Regions from separate parts of the Mus musculus genome. Here region 2 is linked to region 1. Evidence: chromatin contacts called from public Hi-C data. All regions are on one chromosome and are shown on one strand. Each heading gives the region's core, a stretch centred on a gene start, on an enhancer-like site or on the middle of the called end of the contact. The rest is flanking DNA. Distances are from core to core; before and after follow the strand shown.

Region 1 (5,071 bases), core at 782-3,281:
TAGTAGGCAGGACAAGACCTCTGCTCTGCCATGACAAACAAAATCTAGTTCAAATACTATTTAGATTGATCTTTGTAGCCCCTCCCTCCATGTTATCACTTCAGTTCCTGGGTCGAATGGTGACACTCATAGTCTAGTAGCACTAGATAGTTTTCTACCCCCAGTGGCCTCTTCCTTGCATTACTCAAAAAGCCTTATCCGGATAGCTATGAGTTTAGTAATAAATTAAGTTGCCCATAAGACTTAACACTTATCTGTAGCTCACCTTGTAGACAATACTGACTTAAGGTGGATTAGGATGGAACAATTCCAGAGGCTAAGTTGGTGTCTTAATCAGGGTTACTATTGTTGTGATAAAACATCATGACCCAAAGCAACTTGTGGAGAAAAGGGTTTATTTGGCTTATATATACTGAGCCAGGATCCACTGATGGGTACCAAGGCAGGAACCCAAATCCTATGGGTACCTGGAGGCATAAGTAGATTTAAAGGCCCTAGAGGTCTGCTGCTCACTGTTTTGTTTGCTCTGTATGGCTTACTCAGCCTACTTTCTTATAGAACACAGGACCACCAGTCCACGGGTGGCACCACCCACACTGGGTTGGGTCTTCCCCCATCAATCACTAATTAAGAAAGTGCTCTACAGTCATTTCTACATTCTGGTATTATGGAGGCTTTTTCTTGATTGGAGTTCACTCCTCTCAAATAACTCTAGCTTGTGTCAAATTGACATGAAACTATCCAGCATAGATAGGAATTATCATGAGCTCTGGGTCATCTTGGGCTACATAAAAAAATACCCTTGTCTCAAAAAAACAAAAAAGCCAAACTAGAGTCATGCCTTTAGATTACTTCCTCACCATCTTCCAGTTTATCAGAACATAGTGAGGTGACATAGCTGTATTTGCAATGACAAAGCATTGCAACTAGACCGAGTTCTAGGTTCCCACCACTTCCCAAATCGGAGGCACCAAAACCATCAGGCCTCATTGCAACATTGCCATCTCTTGTTTCTCATTTTCTCTTTTCATGTTGTGTGCTAAAGTGAGTAGGTAGGGATGCCACGAAGGTGCCTGTCTCCTCCGTGAGCCTGACTCTTGTTCGTTCTGCAGACACTTTGAACATACGAACAGGGTAAAACAGATCCATCAGAGGCTGGGCTGTGTGGGTGGGGATTTTAAAAATCTGGGCCAAAGGATGTCCAGGGTTAGGACTTTTCCAATCACCTAGTGATTGTGATCCATCCCTCTTTGTGCTTTCAACCTGTGCAACTACATCTGTAACAGTGATGCCGGTCTCAAATGCCAAGCTCCCAGAACTCATTTTTAACAAGCTCTTACATCTAAGTAAAGCCACAGGGTTTGGACAAGAGTCTTAGCATGTGTTACATTCTCACATGGAGTGGGCCAAACATAACTTCCCGTTATTAGGGAAGACAGCTTATTTGAAAACCCAGAAGTCTGGAAATACAGGAAGATACAAATGACCCCTCTATCAAGATGCCAAAAGAAAATAAGATGTTAATTTCCCTTAAAATAAATGGCCATTCAAAATGACAAGGGAGCAGACCTGCCAAAGGGCTCTTCTTTTGCTACAGAGACCTCTAGAAAATTTTGGGTGAGAACAATGGCCAGGTGGGATAAAATCTGACACACACACACACACACACACACACACACACACACACACACACACACACACACACACACACACCGTGTTCATGCCAAACAATCACCAGCCTAGAATAAGGACACGGTGAAAGGTCTTGACTCACAGGGTCATCCATAAAATATGGAAGTGTATGCCAGCTGTGACCCTGGGTACAAGTGATAAGGACAAATCCCTGCCATCAAAGAGTGTATGAAGAAACAAAGAGCACACAGGGAAGCCACTAACCTATGAATGAGGCAGTGTCTGAGACCAACAATGCTAGACAGAAAACAAAACAAGGCATTGTCTGTCACCATAGCTGGAGCTGCACTGGCAGGGGACCAGTGTGCTCTTAAGCTCACTCTCCTAAGAAAGGGTGCCCTTCTTTTATTTGTTTGTTTGTTTACTGGGCTTGGGTAGGATCTGACTCTTGGTGTGGTGACTCACTGCCCGTTGTCAACTTGACTGGATTTGGAATGGCCTGGGGGACACACTCCTTGGTATGCCTAGGAGTGATTTTTTTTTTCAGAGAAGCTTTCCAGAGGAAGGAAGGCCAGCCCTAGGTCTAGCTGGCACCATCCCTTGGGCTGGGGTTCTGGACTAAATATAAATGGGGTGAAGGGAATGCCAGAATCCCTGTCCCCTGCCTCCTGGTGTGATATGCTCCAGCTACCATGAACTCTGTCATGCTTTTCCCACCACAGTGACTGTACTCTCTTTAACCATAAGCCCAAAGAAACCCTCTTTCCTTCACCCCCTTTCTGCCAGGTATTTGCTCACAGGCATGAAAAATATAAGCAATACACTGGACAAAATGGAATTTCTCCTCTACCCATCTCCAGATTAAAATAAATTTAGGATTCATATTCATCTTCCAGGGATCAAAATATCTCCTTTTGATGTCCTCTAGATGCCTCTAGCATTTGGACTCGGTAAGATAGGCAAGAGAGAACTGGAAGGTAAGCGCATGGCTACTGAATGTCCTGGCTTTGAGGACAAGGGCTCCATTCGGATCACAAGCTGGTTTCAGTATTGGGGATAGTAGAGCTGTATCTATCCCTTCCAGATCTTAGCCATGAACTCAAGGCAATCCAGGGTTTCAGAGTAGCCTAACTGTGACTCTGATCATCCGTGCTAGTATTACTTTATTCCATTACTTGGAAATGTTAGGGCTTTAACCTCACAAGATCATCTGGATCATTGTCCACACGTGGGGCCCTACTCTCAGTGAGGCTATGTGGGGCTTGTCATTTTTAACTTTTGAGCCTCAGGTTCTTCACTGGTGAAGCAAAGGTCATGCTTTCTTCATGGAGTGCTTTTAAGGATGAAATGAAGGACTGCAGATAAGGCACTGGGCAAAGTGCCTGAGTCTTAGCAAAGTGCTTAGTACTTGGTAGCTATTGGCCAGTAGGTGTCTTCAAAGAAGCCTATAGGTAAAGCACCTCTTGTGATAACTTAATTAATGATCAGTTATTATATCCTTAATTAATGCCAAAGACCTCCAGCCCTCAAGATGTTTAGGGATCAGCCCTGACTACCCAGTTATGTGGCTTCTTACAACTCATATTGTGAGTAAGAGATTATGGGTGATGAATAGAAAAATACATAGATAGAGGGTAGAGATAGATGATAGATAGGTAGATGGATAGATAGATAGATAGATAGATAGATAGATAGATAGATGATAGGACTAAATTGATCTGGCACATTAGACAGATCCATTTTTTTTTATAAAGAACACTATATATATTAGAAATCTGCCCCATCCAACCAGTAAGGGTCCCATTAGACCCAACCTTATTCGTCTTTTTATCCATGGTGTCAGAGAGTGTGACACAAAATATCTCTGATGTAGTAATGAAAGCACTTATTTGACATGGATCTCTGTGCTCATCTCCTTACTAGTAAGTTATGAGTACTTAAAGAATCACTTCAGCTCTCTGGATCCCAGCATTCTCATCAAAGAAGTGGAATTTGAGAATCTCTAGTTCCCAACCCAGCCCTCTGCAGCTAGAAGAGGTCTGTGAGAAAGCTGATTAACTTTCCCAGTGATCCAGGGACTGGGTAGTGGCATTTTGCTCTGTTATCTGGACAGCTAGGATGTAATGAATATTTCAAGCAGAGTGGACTGGCCAGCAGAGTGAAAGAGCAGACAAAACAAAAAGTGTGGATAGCATCCTGTTCTCAAATTGCAGCGAGTCCACCCATCAATGGAGCTCTAGGCAAAGAATGGTTTCAATTAAGTAAAACACAACAGAGTTGCTAATTTCCTTAGAGAGAATCTTCCTAAATTACCACAAACATCCCCAGTGTGCCCTGCAGTGAATTTCGGTATTTGGGACCAATTCAAACCATTCTACAGTCCTGGGATGGTCCTTGCCTGAGAAGCTGCTCAGTGGGGACAGTGGAGAACTGCCCCCTAGCTGGATCCCTGGCCACTGGTGGTCTTTAAGGGCCCATTGTCCCTGAGAAAAGAGGAAAACTCTCACCCTCCCCTTTCCTGCTTATCAGCCTTTCTGAGTTATTACAACTGAGTCTTTTTACTCAATGATCCAGAAAAAAAAAAAAAAAAGATTTATTTAATCTAAATTCCACAAAGACACGAAAGAGACCTTGACTTTTCTAGGTCTGAGTCCAGAGAGCAGAAGACTAGAATTAACCAGACAAAGGTGAACTGGTGGGATCATGGGAGGGAGGGGAGGTGACTCTGAGTTAAATGCTATCCCAGCACATAGGATCTGAGGCATCTTAAATGATTCCAATTCATGAGCTTCCATTTCTCAGACTCCTGTGACGCTGAAGAAGTGTCGCTCGTTTATTCAATACATATTTACTCGGAAGAATAGACGAGTGTAAGACAGTAAATGCATGCAAATTGCCATCAAGGAAGTAGACCATAGTACATGCTCAGTAAATGCTCTTCTCCATAGGCAACTGGCCTTGACTCCCCCTGATACCAAGGATTCCTTTGAGTTTTGAATCTATTATGTCTTTATGCAATGAAAAGTCATCCTTGTTTTGATAATCTGCAGTTTCGTTCCAAACAACATTAAGCCAAACTCTCATGAAATGGAAGATGGAAAGCTGACTCAGATGCAAATACTCCTTTTAAAAGGTGTAAAAAGCCTTGCTCATTGTGGGGGTGTGGCTGGGAGTGGCTTTTGGAGGACAGCAGAACTAAGCAGTTAAAGGCAATTACAGGTATTTTTGGAGGTGAAAGAATTGAACATCCCAATGACAGGCAGGGAGGCATTTACTTTATGCACTCAGAAACTGGCCCCCAAGCTGGGACTTGTGGGAAGGGTGTGGGCCCTGAGAAACTCCAGCAGAGAGAAGCTATTGCATTGAACTAACCCCCTAAAGGCTCCTCTGTGCTCCGAGGCCACAGAACAACACTGTAAAGAAGTGTTGCTACAGCTTG
Region 2 (5,071 bases), core at 1,097-3,596, 140 kb after region 1:
TATCAGATATTTATATTATGATTCATAACAGTAGCAGGAGTAAAGTTATTAAATAGCAATGAAGTAACTTCATGGTTGGGGGTTGGTCACAACCTAATAAAATGTCGCAGCATTAGGAAGATTAAGAACTACCTCCTTAAATGTTTTACGCTTCAGTTTTATTAAGGCTGTCACTGGGAGTTATATGTAAGTCATGACTCTTGATTTTAGTACTTCACAGATGTATTTTTAATGGAAACAAACCAAAAATCCCTCAGTACCTCATGTGCAATCTAACCAGGACACAGAAAGGAACTACAAAGAAAATACGAGCCAAGTGTACATGTTTTTATTTGTATGTTGTACTTAAACTTTTTATAGGTCTCACTGTACATGAAGTGACATCGCTGAAGAACTTCAGTAGAACGAGCTCAGCCAATGTCCACCTGAGAATGTTGTGTGTAATGTTGTTAAAGCTTTGTACCACATGGATATAGGCTCAATCCCAGATGCAGCTCTTAGAGCTTAGCTCAGTTCATGTAGTCTCTGAGTCTGTACACGTTATCTAAGACTATAAAGGAGGGCTGCTATAAAGCAAGATACACCTCCCACACAGAACTGAAGAGATGATGTAAGATAAGCAGTTGCCACACAGAGGATCTTTCCCCTCCTCCATAGATAAGAATTATTAAGACACAGGATAAGCTTACTGCCAAAAGCCTAGTAATTTTAAACTAGGCTGACACTAGGCAGAAAATACTCCTCCTGATGAGCAAGCATGCAGATTAAATGAATTCTTAGAAAAGGATGTTCCCACAGAGCAGAAGCTAAGGCACTGGGAGGGGTGATCATCTACCAAGCTCTATCCTGTAGCTTCCTGATAAGTAGTATTCTCTGCCAAGCGGACTGAGGGGCCACGGATAGAAAGTAAGTGGGGCCAAGAGGTGGTGGTGCACACCTTTAATCCCAGCACTAGGGAGGCAGAGGTAGGTAGATCTGAGTTTGAGGTCTGCCTGGTCTACAAAGGGAGTTCCTGGATAACCAGGGCTACATACATTGAGACCCTATACAAAGTTTAAGTGTAACATACACATAAAAACTTAACCTTGTGTCCAGTTTATGCTTTATAAAGGCTTGACTAATGTGTATCTCATTTGGCCACAACAGACAAATCTTTAAAGATCTACTTGTCTGTGACAAGAATAACTATGAATCTCATAAAGAAAAAAATTTAAATACATTTAGATGAGAAAATCTTGACTGATCGTCCTAATGTTCTCTCAACTTTTAACAGAAACCTATATTTCCCTTAAACTTATGTCCTTGGTGGTATAGTTTAAATCAAGGAGCATTGACAATACTCACTTTCTCAGAAAGAAAAAGGTGGCTCAGAGTTGGAAAATCAGGGAAGTGACTTCTAATTTGTGAAAATAAACTATATGATCAAAGACACAAACTAACAGTAACTTTCCAAAGTTCATCTGCAAACGACTTTAGCAAATTTCAATTAAGGGTGCTTAAGAAATGGTTCAGTGGTTAGCTGCTCTTGCAAAGGTCCCAAGATCAGTTCTCAGCACTCACATGGCTGCTCACAAGTGCCCGAAACTCCAGTTCCAGGCAATCCAATGGCCTTTTCTGGCCTCTGTGGGCACCAAATATGTTTATCTAAACTATTTTTAATTAAAGAGGCTCCTCATTGTTCTATAACTTAGAAGATAAACTACTTTGTTCCAATTGCCTCCTTCCAAAACCAATGCAGATGCCAGAAAGGCAAATAACCATGCAGAACTATTCAAAATGTCTTTATGAGACGATCACTCTTTTATTTACAAGTTTAGATGTGTCCTGAAACCATGCTACTTGCTGTATCACATATAAGCACCTCACTCCTCTTCAAGTGGCAATAGTGAGCCTCCAGAAACTGTCCTGGAGGGAATTCCACTCATCTTATGGCGCTGTCTCGAAAGCACACGCCTACCTTGCATTCACAACACACATACAGCAGCCTGGCATGGAGGACACACTTCCTTGTCCTTCTTCATTAAAAGCCCTGAGGTAATGGCGATCCAGAGTCAGTCATACTTCAGTTAGTATAAACCCTGCAGCTGTTTCCTGCTGCCCCACATCCTTTGTTGTAACCCACTTGGAATCATGGCCAGATTAATTTTAAAGTCTTTCTGTATTGTTACTCCCTTCTAAAAATCCAGTGCTTCCCATTCATAGCACTTGTTTCAAGTGTAATTTTTAATCTGCATAAGTTCATTTCTTCACTTTGCGAAGGGAGCCCGCGTCCATCATGACACAACCTTGTCATGAGAACAGAATGTCTTTGAAAGCTGAGACCGAAAGCCATGCAGTTTCTCTATTTGGATGACAATATATTAACTCATAGCACCACCTACCTTTCAAAGTAGGGAAACAAGGCTTCTTTTCCAGAACTTATGTTTTGCTTAAACAATTACTGGTAAAGGTAGGTTCAGAGTGCAAATAAGTAAAAAACAAAAGAAAAAGAAAAAGTTCCATTCGATATTATGTGAACACTCTTAACAGTATTTATAAATTACTTGGCAATGTTTCATTCAAGTCTGGTCAGCAGCACCCAGACATTTTTAATGTGACAGAAAATAGTGGACAAACTCATTTTTAGCTACTAAGTAGGAAGTGTAGTTAAAGAAACCAGCCCATTCTGACTAACAGAGGTAACTGTTCATTAATACTTCCATGACTAATGGTTAAACACTAAGATGAATGATGCTTTTCCCTCATAATTCATGCTTAGGTTGTTTTCCTTGTCTCAGTATATTTGCCTGTTATAAACAGAGTGTGGTGGTGGACAGTCTTGCTGATGCACACATGGCTCACACCATGTATCCACACTCCTTCAAATCAAGATCATTCCTTGACCTCATGCTGCAATAGGATTATTTCCATAAATGACAATTTGCTTACAGGAATCTAATTGCTAGAGATGCTAGAGGAATTATTTTTGATCAAACGGGGAAAGCTTCTACACTGCTTATTAACTATCACAGAAACCATGAGAGGGAGGCAACTAGGTTTGTGTTGCCCACGAACTGAAATAAATGGCTTCAGATAAACAGTGCCTCTGTCCAAGCTGGATGGGGACCAACCTCCTTTGTAGCTACAGGAAATGGAGGCATTATTGCTAGTGATACCGGCCCACAGAAGACAGAGCGCAAGCAAAGAGCTACTTATGGCTGTCTCATGTTCAAGTCCTCAGATGTCAAAATTAGAAAAGGGGGCTGAGGAGAGGGTTCAGTGGGTAAAAGCACTCGTCATGCAAACCTAACACCCTGAAAGACAGACACCATGACCCTACCTGTTCTTACAGGCAGATGGAGGCAGAGACAAGACAATTACCAGGAGCTAGCCTGGTGTACACAGCAGTGAGCAAGAGATCATACATCAAACAAGGTGGAAAGCAAGAATCCAAGGTTGTTTTCTGCCTTACACACCTGGGAACATGTGTCTATATCCACATCCACACAACACACACTCACACAGTATTAAAAACATTTCAGCCACACTGAACTTGAAAGTAGTGCAAGTGTAAAAGCTATTTTGAAAACGGTGCTTGGTAATAATTTTAAGTTAATCTGACAAAAGTTTGAAGAGTCCATTTTAAAATGGCTTGTTAAAACCGAATAACTGAATTAAATATTTTTCTTAACAAGAGATATACTGGGGCACTAATTATTTCTGAAGGCTCCTTTGTTAGGGCTATAGTTCATCATGTCATACTCAATACAACTTGTACCATGGAGTCTTTTTTCTGGTGATTTATGTCAACTGACACTAAGGAGAAACTTTCTGCAACTGGTGAATTAAATTACCATTCATTACCATCTCATTTAAATATCGTTATCTTGCCAGAGCTGCCAACAGAAAGAAGCAGTTCTAATGTTACTGATAATGAGGGACAATTTGGCTCAGCTGATGGAGTAGATGAGCACTACTTCCCATCTGTTCTCCTTCCTAGGTCTCCTCTCTTGTGAAACAGGATCTCACTCTGTAGCTCTGGCTAGTCTTGAACTCATGGGAACCCTGCCTTAGTCTTCCAAGTACTAAGATTATAGGCGCAAACCACCATGGTGAGCTTGTTTGCCACTCTTCTATTTTGCATGTCATATCAAAGTAGACTAGAATTTTTTTATTTTCTTACATTTGACTGTACAATACAAACTTGATTACAATGCTTCAGCAAACAATACTGTATTTAAAACAATACAAATTTACAATGTATGCTAAGAGAATTTATTTCATTAGATTCCAACTGAGCATGAAAGCTCGCTGCTCAATTTGAGATCAACTGCAGCTTTTCCAGTAAAACACTCTCCCTGCCTCTGTGAGACAGGGCCTCACCGCGTAGCCCAGCTAGCCTCAAAGCGGGCCTCCTTTCTCAATCTCTCTCAAAGGCTGAGGTTATAGGTACAAACCCAGCTGCTCCCCCAACTTTATAAGGTCAGGTCTCTGAACAAACGACTCTTTAGTTTTTCTTCCTCTGTCTTCATTCCTATTGTATCCTTAGAGCTTCACAGTGTCAAAGTTAAAAGACTGGAAATATATCTAGCTAAGACACCTGGCTTTATATACACAAAAGTTTAATAATGTTGTCACAACCCCTAATAAAATGTACTTATATACTAATCCAGAGCAAACTAACTGTACATATTAAATTGTTCAAGTATATCAAGAGCTTATAAAAAATGAGAGGCCCCAATATAGACAGACATCTCTTTGAAGCCCAGTTATAACGTCAATATGATTAAGGGACAGTTCTATATATTTTTTTAATTTTACAATATCATACATTCACAATTATTCCAAAATTTCAAATGAACCAAACATAGGATGTAGTTTACATTAGTTTAATGCCTTCTGTACAGCACCAGAGGTTAAAAGTGGATCTGACCAACCAAATGTTCTTTATTAGTCCGTTTGTCATCACACATTTCTACAGTACATGTACAGGGGAGAGGAAGACAGCTCAGGTCAAAGCTTTCGCCTTAAATAAATACGCACTTCATCTACTCCATACTGAACACCCAATCAAGCGCCTGGTCTCTGAAGG

The links. A called contact is a pair of places that touch in the nucleus more often than the background predicts.
Region 2: a Hi-C map of bone marrow-derived macrophages shows a contact between it and region 1, with 55 read pairs. The contact joins two enhancer-like sites. A contact is called at or near these places in 2 of 15 datasets of contacts at CTCF or cohesin (the G1E-ER4 cell line and the NIH/3T3 cell line), 28 of 484 Hi-C or Micro-C datasets (3T3-L1-derived adipocytes, B cells, the C10 cell line and 22 more), 9 of 115 datasets of contacts at active chromatin or transcription factors (CD8 T cells, the HPC-7 cell line, the NIH/3T3 cell line and 6 more) and 1 of 9 other capture datasets (bone marrow-derived macrophages).

What each region holds. Positions count from the first base shown.
Region 1 is chr2:102,876,775-102,881,845 of GRCm38.p6, forward strand. All of the region lies in intron 1 of Cd44 (CD44 antigen), which reads right to left. Among named protein-coding and RNA genes, the nearest start is that of Gm23731, 19 kb to the right of the region's middle. Within about 2 kb of position 2,032, at least 54 of the 459 cell types and tissues checked have an H3K27ac peak or open chromatin away from gene starts, as enhancers often do. A contact at or near this core is called in bone marrow-derived macrophages, where this site is marked.
Region 2 is chr2:103,016,940-103,022,010 of GRCm38.p6, forward strand. Pdhx (pyruvate dehydrogenase complex, component X) reads right to left here. Exons shown (of 11, transcript NM_175094.5): 11 at 4,116-5,071. Among named protein-coding and RNA genes, the nearest start is that of Pdhx, 54 kb to the right of the region's middle. Within about 2 kb of position 2,347, at least 38 of the 459 cell types and tissues checked have an H3K27ac peak or open chromatin away from gene starts, as enhancers often do. A contact at or near this core is called in bone marrow-derived macrophages, where this site is marked.